Linked DNA regions of Mus musculus: regions 1 and 2 are each linked to region 3. A link is a contact called in public HiChIP or PLAC-seq and promoter capture Hi-C data. All regions are on one chromosome and are shown on one strand. Each heading gives the region's core, a stretch centred on a gene start, on an enhancer-like site or on the middle of the called end of the contact. The rest is flanking DNA. Distances are from core to core; before and after follow the strand shown. Region 1 holds the start of Nme1 (NME/NM23 nucleoside diphosphate kinase 1). Region 2 holds the start of Utp18 (UTP18 small subunit processome component). Region 3 holds the start of Spata20 (spermatogenesis associated 20).

What was found. Promoter capture Hi-C pulls out the DNA fragments that hold promoters and counts their contacts. HiChIP or PLAC-seq counts read pairs in DNA pulled down with a chosen protein or histone mark.
Region 1: a contact with region 3 is called in a promoter capture Hi-C map of embryonic stem cells, with 2.8 times the contacts expected there. The contact joins the promoter of Nme1 here to the promoter of Spata20 in region 3. A contact is called at or near these places in 5 of 39 promoter capture datasets (embryonic stem cells, hippocampal neurons, liver and 1 more), 1 of 15 datasets of contacts at CTCF or cohesin (embryonic stem cells), 14 of 484 Hi-C or Micro-C datasets (cerebellum, embryonic stem cells and myocytes), 7 of 115 datasets of contacts at active chromatin or transcription factors (embryonic forebrain, embryonic stem cells, forebrain and 1 more) and 2 of 9 other capture datasets (adipose tissue and embryonic stem cells).
Region 2: a contact with region 3 is called in a CTCF HiChIP or PLAC-seq map of embryonic stem cells, with 4 times the contacts expected there. The contact joins the promoter of Utp18 here to the promoter of Spata20 in region 3. A contact is called at or near these places in 1 of 39 promoter capture datasets (neural stem cells), 1 of 15 datasets of contacts at CTCF or cohesin (embryonic stem cells), 2 of 484 Hi-C or Micro-C datasets (both in embryonic stem cells) and 1 of 115 datasets of contacts at active chromatin or transcription factors (embryonic stem cells).

The regions. Positions count from the first base shown.
Region 1 is chr11:93,966,493-93,970,580 of GRCm38.p6, forward strand. Nme1 (NME/NM23 nucleoside diphosphate kinase 1) reads right to left here and starts at 1,780. Exons shown (of 5, transcript NM_008704.3): 1 at 1,729-1,780. Gm35198 (a long non-coding RNA gene) reads left to right here and starts at 2,013. Exons shown (of 3, transcript XR_388959.3): 1 at 2,013-2,169.
Region 2 is chr11:93,883,668-93,888,132 of GRCm38.p6, forward strand. It overlaps Utp18 (UTP18 small subunit processome component), which reads right to left and starts at 2,099. Exons shown (of 14, transcript NM_001013375.1): 1 at 1,667-2,099; 2 at 1-115. The coding sequence starts at 1,990. It overlaps Mbtd1 (mbt domain containing 1), which reads left to right and starts at 2,504. Exons shown (of 16, transcript NM_134012.4): 1 at 2,504-2,749. RefSeq lists enhancers at 2,101-2,133, 2,328-2,370, 2,383-2,416 and a cis regulatory region at 2,114-2,121.
Region 3 is chr11:94,483,648-94,487,584 of GRCm38.p6, forward strand. It overlaps Spata20 (spermatogenesis associated 20), which reads right to left and starts at 1,663. Exons shown (of 16, transcript NM_144827.4): 1 at 1,563-1,663; 2 at 1,270-1,452; 3 at 1,107-1,171; 4 at 840-994; 5 at 621-764; 6 at 302-503; 7 at 1-66. The coding sequence starts at 1,639.

The DNA.
Region 1 (4,088 bases), core at 530-3,029, 520 kb before region 3:
AAAAAAAAAAAAGTTTTAGAGAATATGTCACGACAACCATCTTTGGTTTTTACAAAGAATGAGATTTCCCAGCCCTGTGCAATTTGGGACACTTCTCAGGATGCAATGAGAAAAGCCAAGCCTGAGGATACATGCCAGTAATTATATCCCTAGGAAGGCTAAGGCAAAAGGGAAAAAAAAAAAAAATCAGACCAGCCTGGGCAACATAAGAGCCTGACTCAAAAAGCAAAGCAAAGCATAAAAAAAGAAAAGAAGGAAGAAAGAAAGAAAAGCAAGAAAGAAAGAAAAGGAAAAAAGAAAAGAAGAAAATGGGAAAGCAAACAAACAATGACTATGTTCTATCATAGATTGGGGAGGGACTCAGAAGGCCCAAGGCCTTATCCCTGCCTTGGGAGCTATTGGCAATTATTGGCAATTAAGGGGGGGGGGGCACTCTTCACTGATGTAGCCATGGGTAAACTGTCCATGCCACAGCAAATAACTCCTCTATCCATCAAGCAAGCAACTCCAATTAAACTCATTCAAACACACACAAACACACACACAGAGAGAAAAAATATAAGACATGAAAGTAGGAGAGAACTTGTTGGAAGAATTCAGGCTAGATGAGAGAGTGTAAGGGGAGAGGGTGAAATGACTAAATATATCACATACATGTAGAAAATTGTCAGAGAATAAAAAGATAAAAACTTGAAAGTCCATTATGTAAGACTAGCAATTAACATTTATTAAATTACATATTATGGGGAAAGGGCAATGAGTATTGTAACTAACCAATGAACTGTGGATTATGAGAAAAACCACAGCCCAATACCTAACATGGGGCATCATCCAGGAAGAAGACACCTGGAGAACATCCATTCCAGAATGTTCCATTTCCAGGGTACACTGCCTCACAAGATGAAAGGAGACTCCACCTTGAAAGACGATACCTAAGAGGACAGCAACACCGGCTCCTGGCTCTGTCTTTCTAAACTTGGGTTCACCTCTAATTTTATACCCTAAGAATGAGGCCTGAGCCAGCTAGACGGCCTAGCAGACCTTGAGTTGTACTACAAGCATGTGTTGGGTCCCACGAACCCGCTCCACAAAATTACCTTCTGGGGTTCACATGTGAGCTAGGGCATGCATGAACCTTTGCATGATCATTTTTGTTCCTGACTTCCTGTCCCTCTCGCCTGCCCGGTCTGTAAGCCAGTCCACCTATCTTTGATACCAAACCACGGGGTCTCGCAGTCAATAGGAGCAAAGAGCAGGCCTTAAGTGGCAATCGCGCCCCCCATAAAGAGAAAGACAGAAGCCACAGACTAGCTGGAGAATGTCTGAAGGAAAGATTATTCAGAAATGGCTGAAACATCCTCTATGAAAGCCTCTGCATACCGATCTCTCTTTCTTTCTCTCTTCACTCACATTCACACACACAGAGAGTGTCATTCATTCATTCAGCAAGCACCACCCGAGTACCAACTCTGTGCCCAACAGCGGACTGGAAAGAGAATAAGGCATAGCCCTGCCGCGAGCCGGACAGGAACTGCGGCCACGGACAAAGGCGAGCCCACGTGGCGTATCAAGCTGACAGGTCTGTACCTGGCCACAGCCTGCCATCTCCCTGCCTGCCATCTCCCTAACACCCCGCGGAGAGTGCACCCTTTAGTGAACGCCCACCTCCCTCCCCATTCACCTAAACCCTCAACTTGTCTCCTTGACTCTCAACTTGACCCCTCTTACCCCTTCAGATGACAAGGCTTTACCGCCGGCTGCGACTGCCCGCACCGGAAACGCTCCCCGGCCTCACGTGGTTCCCCGCAGCTGCTCGCACGGAACCTTTTCGGACAGTTCCGATTCAGGGGAGCCCTTTTAGCGGTACACCGCCGGTCCCCGCTTCTTCTGGGGAGTCGGATGTCATTCTAGGGAGCACTCGCCCAGTGTTTAACTTCCGACACTGGGTGTGGTGTTTTGGATTTTTTTACCCCCCCTGTCTGGCGGCCATCTTCTGTTTCTCCCCTACGGCTGCCTGTGACTCACTTCCTCCGTTCCCGAGAAAATCTAGTTTTTCCCGACAGGTGGCGCTCACACTGCATGAAGTCACAACTAGAGCTTCAGTGGCCGTGTCATTCCACCTTCCCTTCATTCTGTCAAGCAACAAATGTACTGAATCCTATGTGCCGGGTAGGAACATTCTAGAGCCTAGGGTTGAAGTTTACTTGGGAGCTTACTAGTAGGGTTGAGAATTGCGACAATAAAGAGAAAATTGATAGTGAACACACAGTGCAAGTGCTGATAAGAAAGAACAGAGCAGGGGGAAAAAATTAAGGCTGAGAAATCTCTGCAGAAGTGATAATCAAAAGGACCTACATGAAGGGAGAAAGCCCGTTATTACCTGAGAGCCAAGAATTATAGTGAATACCTGATGGTAGGAAACGCGGGAGGAGGGTTTTATTATTGTTGTTATTATTGTATGTAGGGTCTCATTATGTAACTCTGACTTTTCTGGAACTCACTGTGTAGATCAGGCTGGCCATGACCTCGCAGAGACTCCCTCTTAGTCTGCCTCCCGAGTTCTGGGATTAAAGGCATAACCACATCCGGCATTATTTATTTGTTTGCTTATTAAGATGTATTTATTTTATGTATGAGTGCTCTATCTGCATGTATACCTGCAGGCCAGAAAAAGGCATCAGATCCCATTATAGATGATTGTGAGCCACTACGTGACTGCTGGGGATTAAACTCAGGACCTCTGGAAGAGTAGACAGTGCTCTTCATCATTGAGCCATCTCTCCAGCCTCTTATTATTTATTTACATGTACACGCGTATGTCAGTGTATGAAGTGGTCAGTTCCAATGGCGGTGGAGTTACAAACAGTTGCGAGTGATCTGATGTGAGTGCTAGGAACGGAACTTGGGTCCTCTGCAAGGACAGTGTGTGCTTCATAGCCACTGGACCAGCTTGCCAGCCCAGATGATGTGTTTGTTTGCTTGCTTGCTTTTTTTGTTTTGTTTTTTGTCTTTTGTTTTTAATGAAATGGAGGGACTGGGGTGTTGGTCAAATGAGAAGGGCCTTGCCTGATGAATTCACAGCACTGGGAAGGCTGAAGCAGGATCATCAAGACTTAGAGGCCACCAGGATGACATAGAGAGAATATGTCTCTCAAAAAAACAGGCAGGTTAAAGAGCTCTGTGATTTCAAGACAAGCCTGATCTATATAGTGAATTACAGGCTAGTCAGCACAACTTAGCAAAAGCTTATCTCAAGCAAAACAAAGCAAAACAAACAAACAAAAAAGAGTCAAACACACATAGTCTAATTATAAAATGGGCAAAAGACAAGAATAGACTTTTCACAGGCAGAATATGCAGGGGGTGTGGAGGAGGAAAAGAAAAGCTATTGTCTCTAGCTCGGTGGGTAGAATGTTTGCTTGGCATGCACAGAGCCTTAGGTTGAATCCCCAACTTTACTTAGATTGGGTGTAGTTTCACAGGCCTGTAATCCCAGCACATCCAAGGTAGGTCAAAAGTTCAAGGTCATCCTAAGCTACACAGTAAGTTTGAAGTCTGCCTAGACTATAAAAGACTGATTTGAGAAGAAAAAGGGGGGTGGGGGGGGCTGGCAAGATGGCCCAACAGGTAATAGCACTGACTGCTCTTCTAAAGTCCTGAGTTCAAATCCCAGCAACCACATTATGGCTCACAACCACCTGTAGTGAGATCTAATGAGTCAGCTACAGTGTATTTATGTATAATAATAAATAAATCTTTATGCCGGACTGAGCAAGCAGACTTGATTGGAGCGAGTGGGGCTACTGCAGTGAGGAGAGGTCTGAAAAATTCAATTCCCAACAACCACTTGAAGGCTCACAACCATCTGTACAGCTACAGTGTACTCACATCCCTAAAATAAATAAATAATTCTTTTTTAAAAAGAAGAAGAAAGGAAAAAAAAAAAAAAAACCAGACATGGTAGCTCATACCTATGATCCCAGAACCTTCAGGGCTGAAGAACAGATAACCTTGAATTCAAGGCCAGTTTTACTTATGTATGGGTTTCCAGACTATGCATGTGCGCACACGCACACACACACACATGT
Region 2 (4,465 bases), core at 849-3,348, 600 kb before region 3:
TTTCCTCATCTTCATCATCTTCATCCACCCAAACTGGCTGCTTCTTCTTCTGAGAAAAAATGTCTTTTGCTTCATTTTCCACTTCCGATTCATCTGAGCTTCCATGTAGCTGACCCTACAGAGACACACCATCGTCAAACCACTGTGATTCTCCAACAAGTTGCTAGCGCACACGCAAGCACATGCACGCACACACACTCCTTATACTACAATAGCCTATAGAATGCTTTTGCTTTCCTGGTGTGCTGATGAAATAATGTGATGGAACACAACCACAGCACATGCTGAAGGAGCACGCAGGAAAGGAGATCAGAACCACCATGAGGACAGGTGAGGCAGGATAGAAGGGGGGGGGGGGGGGGAAGTGCACGGAAAGCTAAAGACCGCAGTAGACAAGGGTAAAAGGTAAGCCGCCGGCAGGTAAAGAGCAAGCATCAAAGCCCAACAGTTACAGAGCCCGGGGCCTACTAGAATCCCACACAACATAGGCTGTGTCTCATAGCCTCATGAGGAGTATCTCTTGTTCTATGTGCTCCATCTCCACCTTCTTCAAACTTTATACCACACCCACACACTCGAAACCTAAACCTAGCACTCAAAAAAAAAAAAAAAAAAAAAAAAAACCCTTCAAATGATCTGAGCTTTCTCCCAACCTACAGGGCAGTGTCCAAGGAGCCAACTGCAGTATCCACCAGCACTGCTGATTTAAGATCTTTCAAAGCCCATCAAGTGAGTCCTTTGGATACAGAACTGTCCCACAGCTCTTAACATAACTGGTCTCCACCTCCCAAAGAAGGCTGCTGCAGCTCTCCATCAAAGCACCCACACAAAGGGTGAACTAAGCAAATGCTGATATTCCCATTGAGTCAGTCAGCTTACCCTATCTAAAAGACGTCTTCACATATATTTAAATCCCTTTCTCAAATGTTTTCATTTTCCTCTCCACCAACATACTTTAACTTTACTAGTCTTGTCTCTTTTATCTTGCTTTTTTACCACTACTAACACAAGTTCCAAGAGGGGTTCTTGTGGGATTCCTCCACTGCTGTGTCTCTACCCTTAGTCCAGGGACCAGGTATAGAACAAAAATAATAGCGCAAAGAGCATCAATCAGGAAGGATTTGCAATTGTTACAAGAGCTAGCAACCAAAGAAAGGTTAGAGATGAATACACACTGATCGTTCTCAAAAGCTGGGCGTGGGTATCACCCCGCGATGTTATTAAAATGCAGCTTTACGCCTTCTGCCCACGTATTGGTTCCATCCACTACGCGGAGTCGCGACAGGTGATCAAACGGTCACCCCTGTGGTTCCAGCAGAGGGTGTAAGAGCCCGAAGATGAGCGACTCTACTTTGCAGACATCCTTTGGCAAACCAAGCCGACAGTTGAGCGCCTGCTGGATGCGAAGCGCCGCAGCCCCTTTGGGGCGGAGAAAGGCAGCGTCCCCGCCCTCGCCAGCCAGCAGCCCAGAACCCGAGGCGAAAGAGCCGGACGGCGCCCCTCGGCGCCCGCGGTCGCCGGTCCCTCCCACCTGAGCACTCGCCGCCACAGGTCCCCCCCACCTCCAGGCTCCGCCCCCGGGGCCTCGCCTCCCGCCGCGCGCCCCGCCAGAGCGTGTGCCCGCTCGGCAGGCAGGCAGGCGGGCAGGCAGGCAGGCCTTCCTCACCCGCGAGCTCCGCAGCCGCTGCAGCAGCGCGTCCTCGTCGTCCTCGACATCGCCGAAGACGAGCTGCTCCAGGCAACGCTCGGCGGCCGGCTTATCGTCCTCTAGCGTCAGGCGGTTCCGCTGCCGGAGCCGGCTCTCCTCCTCCTCTGCCGCCGCCGCCGCGGATCCCGCGCTAGGGGCCGCCCTCGGCTCGGCCGGCTGTGTCCGTTGGGATGAACGGGCGGCCTTTGCGGGCGTGCTGCCGCTCCCGGGTCTGGCTTTCCTCCCCGGCGTTGCGCCGGCTCTCCGGTCTCGTCTCGTCCGGCTCTTGCGTTCGGGCGGCATCCTCAGGGCTGAGGGGAAAACGCCGACGTTCACGTGGAGTACCACTGCGCATGTGCCGGGGCGGCTCGCTCTTCTCCTCGGCCCGGCCCCGGGGAGCCGGAAGGAGTCTGCGCCGCCGCAAGCCACGTGACCGGCGCTCGCGCGCTACGTCACTCCCACTCCGTCCGGCGGCCCCGCCCCATGTGGGAGTTCCTCAGGGAAGGCCGATCTTCCGGGTGGAGGGGGAAGCGGCGTGACTGGAGTGGAAATTTTTCCCAACACAACTTCTCGGAGGCAACATATTGGAAGGGACTCGGGGAGGCCGGAGTCCAAATGGAAGTGGCTGAAAGAAACTTCTCGCCCTGCTGATTCTGAGCCCCGCGTCGTGCCGCGCGCCCTCAATTACCTCATCGACTTGTGGTCTTGGTACGGTCCTTAGAGTACGGCGCCTGCCGAGGGTCCCACGCTGGAGGGGAGAGAGGAGGGTACGTGGGGGAAGTGGGCCAATCGGGGCGCGGGTCACGGCGCAGGCGCGCTGGGGAGGGAGGGCTATGCTAATGTTGTTGATATCCTGGGGCCACCCGAGTTAAAAGGGGGGAAATCCGGGGGCTGCCACTGCTGTCGCTGGCCCTGGCCCAGCCGGGGGTCCCCCCTGTAGTCGCCGCAGTCCCGGGGAGAGGCACCGGCCCCCTGCTCGCGGGGGGGGAGGGGGCGCCGCGGGCTCGGGGAGCACGGACGGCCCCTACCCATGAGGCCCTGATGGAAAACACAAAGGATCTGGTGAGAGCCGAGCGCAGCGGCCGCTTTGTGTGCCAGGTTTGAGGGGGGGGGGCACGCCTGCGGCTGCCCGGCCCCCGGAACGCCGCAGCTCGGGGACCCCACTCGCGGGCCTGCTTCTTCATCCCACGCCCCCTCCGTCTCCGGAGCTCCCCTCCCCCTACTGGCCGTTAAACGTTCAGGGGTTCCCCTCCCCCCCTCAACCCCTGACTTAGGGTTCTCTTAGGGAGAAAAAAAAACATAAGAAAGTTTTTCCTCTGCTCCCTCCCAACCCCGTTCTGCTTGAAGGGAAAGATTAGATAGGAGACTTTGCCTTTTTTAGCTGCCAAGGGTGGGAGAGTGGTTTCTCGGGGGTGTGGGGGCAGGAGCATACAGAGTTTCGGGGCTTGGCTGGAGACGGAGCCCACCATTGTAGAGCCAGCGCCGAGAGGCATTTTGCACGTGGAGGTGCTGATACTGAAAGGGGGCGGGGTGGGCACGTGTGGGAGGGAGACGTAGGAGTGGTATCGGGGAGTCAGCCGCCAAGGCTGCTACTTGAGGGTTCCAAGTCAGTGGGCTTCCACCATCCGTACGTTCTCCTTTGTGAAAAAGAAATCCTGACATTTCAGAGTCGGAAGAGACACTAGAAGTCACCCAAAGCAGCCCAGCTTCTGACGAGTGGTAGGTAGTCTGACCTCTACTTAACCCTACATCCATATACCACGCACTGCAGCCTAGGAAAGCACCTTCGGTTTCTTTCAGTCTCTGATATTCACTTGCCTGCCCTTATTAGACCCTTCAGTCTCATTCATGTCGTGTCCTGGTTAAGTTGCTCCCTTTTTTACTTCTCAAATTTGTTCTCACATCCTCCTCACCCACCCACTGCTCATTGGCCTATATTTTGTATGCCAGGAAAGAACATCAGGGAAGTGGAGGGAGGGGGATGGGGAGAGTAAAGAGATGGTAAGGGCCAACTGAAAACTTTGCTGGGTCGGTATCAAGTGTGCTGCTTCCATGACTAAAGATGGTTGAAACTATTCCCTGGGAAGCCAGGGAACTGCTATGTGGGGGTTTCATGACTGTTTCACAAGTAGTCCTCTTTGCGATGAGGACATTTTTAACACCATATCCTTGGTACTGTCAATGTACATTATTTGCCTTTTGCTAAATCACTTTTTCTAAGAACGCGTAAAATTGGGCCTGGGGGAGGAATAGTACTGAAACTAATAAATACAATACTTGGAAGATACATGATCAAAACTATTCCTTCTCATCATTTTGACTCATGGTCTTTGCAAACCCATGCCCCCTCCAAAAGGAAGGCCCTTTCTCACAAATGCTTCTTGTAACGTTTATTTATTTATAGGATAGGATGCTGTTGGGGGGTGGGGGCGGGGGTGGGGGTGGGGGATCAGAGAACAGGTGGAGGTAGTCATCTTAACTTATGCCATGTGCGAACCAGGAATCAAACCCAGGTCATCAAGATTGGGAGCAGACACCTTTAACCTACTAAGAACTTGCTCGAACCTGCCTGTCTTCCCCTACCCCCACCCCACCCCTCATGTGTGTAAGTGTAAGAATTCTTAGACTTGAAATGTTTGTTACAATTTATTGTTTACTTTTGACTTTTTAATCTTTTTTTTTAATTTATTTATTATATGTAAGTACACTGTAGCTGTCTTTAGACACACCAGAAGAGGGCGTCAGATCTCTTTACGGATGGTTGTGAGCCACCATGTG
Region 3 (3,937 bases), core at 413-2,912:
GAGCTCGGGAGCCATCCTGGGTGAGCCGGTGACTGAGCCAATAGGAGAACAGGAAGTTCAGGATCACTGTGGAGCAGGAAGGAGAGGGTGAGAGGTTCCAGGGAGGCTCTGCCCAGTCAGTCTCTGTCTGTCAGGCTGGAAGGTGGGAACTTCTACCATCCACTTAGAGGACACAGGCCATTGGCCTCTGAGTCAGAGGTCAGAATATCAGCCCACAGGGGACCGGAAAGCTACACAGCCGCACAAGAGAGGCCAAAGGCACCGATGCTCATTATATAGGTCAGGGTCAGAGGTCACTGACCAGGTGTGGGAAACTTGGGGGCCTCGGCGAAGCCGCCGTATTCCTCATCATAGCCCTCATCCAGCTGCTGGAAGCAACGGCTGTTCATGGTGGCAGCAGAGGCTGGAATCTGTCTGTCACCCACGCTGATCTCAGATCGGGCCAGAAGGGCTGTGGTGACGCGCTGGCTGTTCTCCAGAAGGGTGTTCTTGTTCAGTTTCCACTACAGGAGGTGAGCACACACGTGGAAGTCAGCATACACAGGTCGGGGTGGGGATGGGAGGTGGCTGTGGTCTCTCAACCTGCACGTGGGCACCTTCCCTCCCAGACATCCACCCACCTGATCACAGATTCTCATCAACACTGTTCGGAAGCCAACTCGAGTCAAACCATCCTCTGGCGGGAAGTAGGTGCCCCCAACGAATGGCTGGAGGCCGGGGGTCAGCCACACATTCATTGGCCAGCCTCCTCCACTACTGGTGGCCTGGAAGAGGGAGGGCCAGGGTCAGGGGAGTTGCCGCGTTGTAGGTGTGACTAGACTGCCACAGAGATGGCTCACCTGCACAAAAGTCATGTATACTTTGTCCACATCTGGCCGCTCCTCTCGGTCCACCATGACACAGATGAAGTTCTCATTGAGCAGGCGCCCTATCTCTTCATTCTGGAAGGATTCCTCCTCCATCATGTGGCACCAGTGACAGGTAGAGTACCCCACTAGGAGAGAAGAGGGACAGGATGGCAGGAGGAGGTCCCCGGGGGACCCAAGGGACCACCCCCAACCCTCTGCCTGTCACTGAACCTCATTCTGGGAACAGTGGGTGTATACCTGAGAGAAAAATCGGCTTGTTTTCTTTTTTGGCCTTGTCGAAGGCTTCCTGTCCCCAGGGGTACCTAGACCCAACAGGAAGAGAGGTCACTCAGTAGCCTAGGGAGTCTCAGAGGATTAGGGACCCCAGATGCTTCAAGGGAAACCCTGGGATGGCTCTCACCAATCCACCGGGTTGTAGGCATGCTGTAAGAGGTATGGAGACTTCTCATTGATCAGGCGATTGACGGTCTTCGGCGGTGCAGGTGGAGGACAGTTAGTCCGGCTTGACTTTCCTCCAGCAGGCATGGGCGCTGAACTACTAACTGTAGTAGCACTTCGGTCCTTGTCCCGGGAAGAGCTGCCCCTAATGTGGGCAGATGGGTCACACAAATGAAGGCCACTTCCCCTTTGCCCCACCCAAATCAGCTCAATGGTTACCCAGCCACAAAGACCCCCACTCTTTGTCCAGCCCACCTTTCTGAACCACGGGGGAGACCGTGGCCTTTGTGCTCCCCCTTATGTTTTGGGGGTGGTGAGGAATGGTGGCTCATTGGGGGCTCCCTGCCAGGTTAGTCTCCCCCAGCTTCTTGGACCTGGCGGTAGGAAGGGTATCTGTGAGGTCAGAGAGGGTCATAATGAGTAGAATGGTCCATCCTGCTCTGTTCTATCACCCGTGGAGTGCCCCTCCCTGGGCGGTTGCACTGCAGGCATCCTTAGCATTCATGTGGGTGACTTAGGAAGGGAGTGGCTATTGCTAGTGTCTAGACAGGTCAAGAGGAATGGGTATTGGGTCCGGGACTGGACCAGGTGAGGGACAAGCAGAAGAAGTAGTCAGGGACTAGCCAAGAACTCCAGAGTACTTTGAAGGACCAGGTCTTACACTAAACACACACACACACACACACACACACATACATACACACAGAGGGGAAAGAGGGAGGGGAGAGAAAGGGAAAGAGGGGAAGAGAGATAAGAAAGAAGGAGAGGGAGAAGGAGAGAGGGACCACTCAGAATCAAATAGACCTATCTTAGGGAGTTCAACCTGGGAACGCAACTAAATAGCAGGCAGGGCAGCAACATGAGTTTGTGACAGGGTGCAGGGTGCTTCAAGAGAGGGGTTTGTGGACAGCACATCATTCTAGAAAGGCTTCCTAGAGGCGGTGCTAAAGTAGCCAAAGAGCTAGCCTGAGCTAATCCTGCAGCGGATAAGAAGGGTGGGGGAAGAAAAGGAGCCTTCATGTAGGGGGATCCGAGCAGACATCGCAGACTATGCCTGAAAGACGGACTGCCGCGGCGCCAGGCATATTGTAGTGTCTTGCTCATACCTGCCGCTAGCCGCAAGGCCCACCCCCACAGTGGGGCGACCGGAGGTTGGGGTCCAGACAGTCCCACACTCTTCAGTATAGCTGCTCCAATTCGGGCGGTAGGCTGCAGAAGGGCGGGCCCAGAACCCTGTCCTCGCCAAGTCTCTGGCCCTGTGGCTGGTCTCCGAGCGCCGCTCGGCGGTAGAGCGCGGAACTACAGCCCTGCCGTGCCTTTGAAGATCCAACCGTCTCAGCGCTTAAAATTCGAGTAAAATAAGCTGGGTTCCATTTAAAGTGCTGGCAGGAAGAGTGACCCTCGGAGCATCCAATACTTTTGCCTAGCTCTTTCCCCTTTTACAAGCAAGAGATAAGGCTCCCTTCGAAGGATTTGATCAGCCAGCCAAATTTGCTTGATCCAGCCTACCCATCCTCCCTAGAACCCACCCACTCCGAGAAGCCTTCCCAGAGTAGTAACACTGAGCCAATATGTCCTTACTGCATGCTCTGTTTGCTTGGTTCATTCACTTTATTCAGTCAATGACAAGCGTCCTCTGCTGTCTACTACTATACCAGGCACCGAACACCCGTGTGTTCCTCCCTACCCTTTTACTCAGAGACTAGCTAGTGAATAGTCAGCTACACACTGCGACAAGTACCGTGAATGGGTATAATCTAGCAAGAGACTCGATCCAGTAGAAGAGACACAGAGGAAAGCTCTGCTGAGGACATTATACTTGATTGGTAGCTATAAAGAATAAGAGTGCAGGGAGTGAGAGATGTAGCAGAAGAAACAGCATGTGTAAAGGTCCTGTGGCAGGTGAGGGTATTGAGACTGAGGGCCAGCAGAAGGCTAGTATAGCTGGAGGGCAGAGAAAAGGGATAGGTAACGAACGTGGATAGGAAGCTGGCTTAGTTAGCTTGCTATTGCTATGATGAAACACCATGACCAAAAACAACTTGGGGAAAAAGGGGTTTATTTTATCTTATACTTCCACATCATAGTCCTGTGTCCATCATCAAAGGGATGTCAGGGCTGGTATTCAAGGCAGGAATCTGGAGACAGGAACTGCAGCAGAAGCCACGGAGGAACGTTGCTTACTGGCTTGTTCTCCATGGCTTGTTCAGCCTGCTGTCTGCTAGCACCGGGGACCATCAACCCAGGGGTGGCAGGCGCTGTTCACAACAGTGAGCTGAGCCCTCAGACATCAGTCATCAAGAAAATGCACCACAGACTTGTCCACAAGCCAGTCTGATGGGGGCACATTTTCTCAGTTGAGATTTCTGCTTCCAAATCAGTTTAGCCTGGGTTAAGTTGACATAAAACTAACCAGCAAGGGAAGTTAGGTGAGTGGGTAGGACGAGGTCTGGGGCAGGGGGTGAACTCTGAGGAGGAAGCATTGCTGATGATAGAATCCAGGGCCTTATCCGTGCCTCAGCAGGAGTCACACCTTCTGAGAAAGGAAGTTCCTAATGACATAAGAAGAAAGCTGCAGTAGAACTTGCCTGCCTTGTTAGCCCACCCCAGACAGGGTATCTCTGTGTAGC